Regions from separate parts of the Mus musculus genome. Here region 1 is linked to region 2. A link is a contact called in public promoter capture Hi-C data. All regions are on one chromosome and are shown on one strand. The core of a region is the stretch at or near the end of the contact, and the rest is flanking DNA. Distances in the headings are between cores, read along the strand shown. Region 1 holds the start of Cideb (cell death-inducing DNA fragmentation factor, alpha subunit-like effector B). Region 2 holds the start of Irf9 (interferon regulatory factor 9).

Evidence for each region. Capture Hi-C pulls out chosen DNA fragments and counts their contacts.
Region 1: a promoter capture Hi-C map of liver shows a contact between it and region 2. The contact joins the promoter of Cideb here to the promoter of Irf9 in region 2. A contact is called at or near these places in 26 of 39 promoter capture datasets (the 3T3-L1 cell line, 3T3-L1-derived adipocytes, the C10 cell line and 16 more), 2 of 15 datasets of contacts at CTCF or cohesin (large pre-B cells and pro-B cells), 26 of 484 Hi-C or Micro-C datasets (B cells, the C10 cell line, CD4 T cells and 16 more), 32 of 115 datasets of contacts at active chromatin or transcription factors (the 230-238 cell line, the HPC-7 cell line, the SCID.adh cell line and 18 more) and 5 of 9 other capture datasets (adipose tissue, embryonic stem cells, liver and 2 more).

The regions. Positions count from the first base shown.
Region 1 is chr14:55,756,600-55,759,802 of GRCm38.p6, reverse strand. It overlaps Cideb (cell death-inducing DNA fragmentation factor, alpha subunit-like effector B), which reads left to right and starts at 1,379. Exons shown (of 5, transcript NM_009894.3): 1 at 1,379-1,551; 2 at 1,817-1,961. The coding sequence starts at 1,511. It also overlaps a transcript of Ltb4r2 not described here.
Region 2 is chr14:55,602,562-55,605,433 of GRCm38.p6, reverse strand. It overlaps Irf9 (interferon regulatory factor 9), which reads right to left and starts at 1,449. Exons shown (of 9, transcript NM_008394.3): 1 at 1,191-1,449; 2 at 202-382. The coding sequence starts at 381. Rnf31 (ring finger protein 31) reads right to left here. Exons shown (of 21, transcript NM_194346.3): 19 at 2,735-2,831; 20 at 2,010-2,178; 21 at 1,760-1,902. The coding sequence ends at 1,849.

The DNA of each region.
Region 1 (3,203 bases), core at 130-2,629, 150 kb before region 2:
TACATGGGTTGTAATCCTGGTGTTGGCAGATGGAAACAAGTGGGTTTCTAGGGCTCACTGGCCAATGATCCTAACCAGCACAGCAATTTCCAGGCCTATTGAAGACCTTGTCTAAAAGAAAGAAAGAAAGAAAGAAAGAAAGAAAGAAAGAAAGAAAGAAAGAAAGAAAGAAAGAAAGAAAGAAAGAAAGAAAGAAAGGAAGGGAGAGAGAGAGAGAGAGAGAGAGAGAGAAGGGAGGGAGGGAGGGAGGAAGGAAGGAAGGAAGGAGGAAGGAAGGAAGAAAGAAAGAAAGAAAGAAAGAGAGAGAGAGAGAAGGGAGGGAGGGAGGGAGGAAGGAAGGAAGGAGGAAGGAAGGAAGGAAGGAAGGAAGGAAGAAAGAAAGAAAGAAAGAAAGAAAGAAAGAAAGAAAGAAAGAAAGAAAGAAAGAGAGAGAGAAAGGAAGGAAGGAAGAAAAGAAAAAGAAAGATAAAAAGAAAATAAAGAAAAAGTTGTTACCCGAGGAACAATATCCAAGTCCTCCAGCTTCCATATGCATGTGTTCTCTCTCTCTCTGTCTCTCTCTCTGTGCTAAAGGCTAAAGTCCTGACACTCCTCTGATTAGTGTAGTGGGGATCATAGCTGGAGATACATTTTGGGGGTGAGGGGTGGTCTTTTGAGACAGGGTTTCTCTGTGCAGTCCTGACTGTCCTGGAACTCACTCTGTAGGACAGGCTGGCCTCGAACTCAAGAGATCCACCCATCTCTGCCTCCCAAGTGCTGGGATTAAAGGTGTGCGCCACCACTGCCCTGCTGGAGATACATTTTTAATTAGCAAACCAAAAAAGATGAGAGTAGTGTTGGCTCATAGACACTGAAGCAGGCATTTCAAGAGAATAAAGCCAGAAAGAAAAAATGTTTAGCCAATCCTTCTCCAACCAAAGAGCGGATACGCAGGAAGGCCAGGGTTCCAGAAAGGATCCTGGTGATGCTGGTTCTGTAGATCAGAATCCAGTCTCTCATCAGACACAGTGTCCCTCCTTTCATAGTCTCCAAGTCTCTTCAGCACATTTAGCCCAGGCTTTTCCAAAGACTGAAGTTTATAACTTTCCAGTAGGTGGCGGCAGTCAGCAGGGCTCACATGGAATGTTCCATCTCTGGGATTGTGGGCCAGAAACTGTTCTAACGCTGTTCTAATAGGAAGATGAGTTCAAGGTGGCCAGTGTGGACTATAAAGTAAAACTGTATTTGGATGAGGGGGCGGCGGATCAAATATCTAACTTCATCCTTCACATCTCTAAAGAGACACAAACGGCGGACTTTGGTTACTTCTACCACTTCACATAGGCTCCTCCTCCTACCCTCTTCGACTTTGTCCCTCTTACTGACCAGGCAAGGGGGTCAGAGTCCACGCTTGACTCACCTCTCACTTTACCAGGGCTAAGATCTCAGCTTTATACAAAAAAGCAAGAACAACAGAGAAGCACCCAGCCCCAAAGCAACAGGGAGAGAGTCACCTCCCCCATCCCTCTGCATGGAGTACCTTTCAGCCTTCAACCCCAATGGCCTGCTAAGGTGATGTCTAACCCTTGCCTCTATATGTCAACCCTAGGGATATGGGCAGACAAGGCAAAACAGCCCAGGAAGACTCACTTCCCTATCTCCTCTACAGATTTCTCTCTTTTTCCCTCTGACTCTTAAATTACTATTTTGTTCTCCCTCTAAGTCTCTCCTTTGGATCTGTAAACCTAGACCCTCTAGCTACCCCACCCCCCACCATTATCAACAAGTTTGCCAACCCCCCCCCCCTCCTTACTCCTGTTTTGTTTCCAACCATCAGGTCAGTATCCACTGTGAGCTCGGAGTTAAGCCGTAGGGTCTGGAACTCAGCTCCTCCACCTCAGCGACCCTTCCGTGTCTGTGATCATAAGCGGACAGTCCGGAAAGGACTGACAGCTGCCAGCCTCCAAGAACTGCTAGATAAGGTAAGTGGTCAAACTTCTGGGTTCCTAGAACAAGGAAGCCATGGGACTCATGATAGTGGGGTCAGGGAGCAGGAAGTGTGCAGGCTCCATGATTGCCACACCTTCAGAGGTCGAAGAAACAGTAAGCCAGTGACCTGTTTGCATTTGAGTAAATTAGTCTCTGAGTAGTAGGCTTTCTTTGGCAGAGGAACAGTAGGTAACAAGGGCTGGAGAGATGGGCTCAGAAGTCATGGCAACTTGTATGTCTTTTCATAGTGCTAGGAATCAAAACTCTAGGCGAGGGCTCTGCCACCGATTTAAATTCCCAGCCCTTGATTTCTATGAAAAAGCCAATTTCAAATCCTGTTTCTGCCACTTGTTAGCTGTCAAACAATGGGAAAATATTCAACCTATCAAAACCTATTGTTTTGTTTTTCAAACAGGCTCTCACTTTTTAGCTCAGGCTGACCTTGAACTCAAGAATAGAATCCTCTTGCTTCAGGCTTCCAAACACTGAGATTAAAGACGCATGCCTCAAAACCTAAAAAAACTCTTTCAATGTTGGGCATCAAAGCCAGGTCTTTCAGCAGACTGGGCAAACAATTTCTTCTGAAGCGCAGCTCCAGCCTTCAGTTTGTCTACACAAGGGTCGAATAAACTGTCTTTTACAATTACTGAATAAATGGAAAGTCCTTATAGTTGACAGACATGGACAGGGGATGTATCTCAGCTTTTATCTTTTTAATGAGGTCAGTCAACAGACAACTGGAGCAGATGTTTATTTAACAATCTAGTTAGTAAAGCTAAGCAGAATCCTCTGGAGATTAGAGTGGCCTGCCCTAAGGAGGGAAGCAGCCCGAGGTGTGTTGTGCTAGGTGACTTGAGGTTAGGTGGCTTTCTTCCCCAAATCACAGTGGACTGGGCCTGCCTTTTGGAGTATTTTCTCATGTGGTCCCTACGAAAAGAGGTGAGGGAAAGGAGAGAGAGCCCAGCAGTGAAGAGCATGCACTGCTCTTCCAGAGACCCAGGTTGAGTTTCCCAGCACCTACCTGGTGGCTCACAACCACGTAACGCCAGCTCCAGAGAATCCAATGCCCTCTTCTCCACACATTCACATAAGCATAGTTCCCATAAACATTTAACAATAAAAATTTAGGGGCTGGAGAGATGGCTCAGTGGGTAAGAGCATTGACTGTTCGTCCAGAGGTCCTGAGTTCAAATCCCAGCAACCACGTGGTGGCTCACAACCATCTGTAATAGGAC
Region 2 (2,872 bases), core at 200-2,699:
AGGGCATCAGATCCCATTACAGATGGTTGTGAGCCACCATGTGGTTGTTGGGAATTGAACTCGGGACCTCTGGAAGAGTAAGCAGCCAGTTGCTTTTAACCGCTGAGCCATCTCACCAGCCCAGGTTCTACTTTCTAGTATTTCCTTTATCCAAACCCCAAACAGACAAAAGTGCTTTGGGGTGCCTTCAGGAACTCTCACCTTGAATATGGCAGCATCCTGGTCCTCTCGGAAGTCTTGCTTGCCTGCATGCTTCCAGGGAATCCGGAACATGGTCTTGGCTGCATCGTCCCAGCACACCCCTGGGAAATGGCCACTCTCCACCTGCTCCACGATCCAGCTCCGCAGCTTTCGGGTGCAGCGTACTTTGCCTGAGGCCATCCTAGGAAGAGGAAGCAAGATATATGAGAACTCTTTTCATTTCGAGACCAGACTTCACTATGTTATCCTGATTGGCCTGGGACTCACTGTATACACCAAACTGGACTTAAACTCAAGAGATCCACCTGCCTCTGAAGTGCTGGGATCAAAGATATGTGCCGCCATCATGCCCAGGGAGAACCAACAACTTGCAAACCCCTGGCCACCGGGGCCAGCTTCACGCAGAAGCCCTTCCCTGAAGACCCTTCCATGTTCTTTTCTCTCTAGAAACATCCCCAGAGGTTAAAAACTATTTCTTAAAACTTCTTTTGAATATTCCTCGTTATTACACCTGAAAGGAAACCTCAGACATTTGGTCTTGATAAGTTGAAGTGTTTCAGACATGTATTATTTAGGAGAATTCCCTTAATGACTTGTTCCTTGTGGCAGAGTTTTAGCTCCCAAGCATCTACAGAGGCAACATTTGCTCCTAAGGCATCTATCTCCCCAGCCTACTGACCTTCTCCTTACCATACCCCTCTTTGCTAGAGGGGTAGGTGGGGCAGCAGCTGGGGGCAAGGGCGGAGCTGAAGAAATGGGCAGGGCCTGAGGCAAGAAAAACAAAGGTCAACTAAGGCCTTTGTAGACCTTCCTCAACAGTTAAGTTGGCAGCCAGTCTGGCCCTGTGATATCAGTCTCTCAGGCCACATCTACTTTCAGATTCACAAGCCACTCTGACTCTCCCTGCAGCTCAGGGCTCTGGAAGCCCTCACCAGCCCCCTCTCATCGCTCCCAGTTGGTCCCCGCCGCAGACGCAGAGTTGCTCTTACCTGAGCCGCTGAAAAGGTCCCAGGCTTAGCAGGTTCTAGGCTTTTTCTGATCTCTCCTCCCCTTTCTACAGTCCCCACCCTAAGTTTCAATTCTCCTCCGGGGAGGTGCATTTCCTAGAAACCACGTGGTCTGAGTTGCAGGGCAAGCGGTTACCACCAGAGGGAAGCAGCCTCAGTCAGCAGTAGCACCTTGGGCCTGTGGCTCTGTGAGACTCCTCCTTCCTCCCAGAACTACGCCCCGTGTCTGGTTCCCAGGAAGGTTATCTCCAGATCAGACCCGGAGGCTGATGTGTGCTCCCCAACCGTGTCTGCTTGGTAAATGTTAGGTTATTCTCACAGAGCAGCCGAAGTCAATGATGGGAAAAGAGGACGCTGAGCCCAAGCCAGGTGGCTAGATGTGGAGGGTCTCTGTTGTTCCTCCGCGGTGTTTCACATCTTCCCAGCCAGGAAGGAGTCCAGGGGTGGTTGGATTACGGTAGGCTGCCCTTCCAACAGGATTCTGTCCCTCTCCCCCCTCCCTTTCCCTAATGCCCCGGGATGCTGAGGCCAGGAAGAAGGACCACCAAGAAGCCTAGGCCATAAGATGCCTCTTTATTGGTGCTGGAACTGCTGCTGAGGCCTGGGTCAGGAAGTCCCATCAGGACCCGGCTCTCTGCTACTACTTTCTTCTGCGGGCAATACTCTGTCCCAAGGGTACCTCTTCTCTCAGCTTCTGCAAAGGACAGAGGATAATGATATTGGAAACCTGCAGTGGAGAAAATAGGCTGTCACAGGTGACTTTTGGAAGGGCAGGGAAAAAGCTGGATGTGACAGCTTTACCTGTAATAGCCGGGCCTGGTAAGCAGGCAGATCCTCTCCATCCGCGGGCTGAGGAGCTAAATGTAGGTAGCGAATAGTGGCTGTCTCCAGCTCCTCCACTTCATACAAGGTAGCTGGGTCCAGTGAATGGGCATTGATGAGGCTCACGAGATACTCTTTGTAGTGTGCCCTGGGGAGATGAGAGAGCAGAGTATTTATTCTTCCGTTTGATATTAACCACATGCGCCCAACACCTTGTTTTTATTGTGTTATGTTGTACGCACTCACTGGCACTCCCTGTCTCGGTGAACATATGCAAGATGGAGGGCAACGTGTGAGTTGGTCTTCTCCTTTCACCGTGTGGATTTGGGGGACAGAACTCTGGTCCCCCTACTCGGCACTAAGTACCTTTTCCAACACACACAGTTGTCTCACTGGACCACACTGGGATTTTGTTGTTGTTTTGAGACAGTGTTGCTCTATGCAAATGGCCCTGGCCGTCCTGGACACATTGGGATTCTTATTGAGCAAAACCATTAGCCCCTCTGCCTGCTAAACTTGCAGGCAGTGTCAGTCAGTCTCTTATGCTGCCTGCCACTACCCATCTGCACACTTGGCCAGGGGGCCCCCTCTCTTGCTCCCTCCTACTGTGTGAAGGACCAAATGGCCCCAGAGACCTCAGCTTACTGCCTGGGCAGCCTAGCCCTGCTCCCAATGCCACGCTCCATGCGCTGGCAGGCACTCACTGACATAGGCCGGCATAGCCAGGTGGAGTTTCCTTGCCGCAAGCTTCATCCCTGAACCCACTATGGACCTCCTTCTGCTCCATCACTCTGCAGCCCCCTAAGAGGAAGGAAGGAATACGTGTTGGAAGGGGGCTCTGA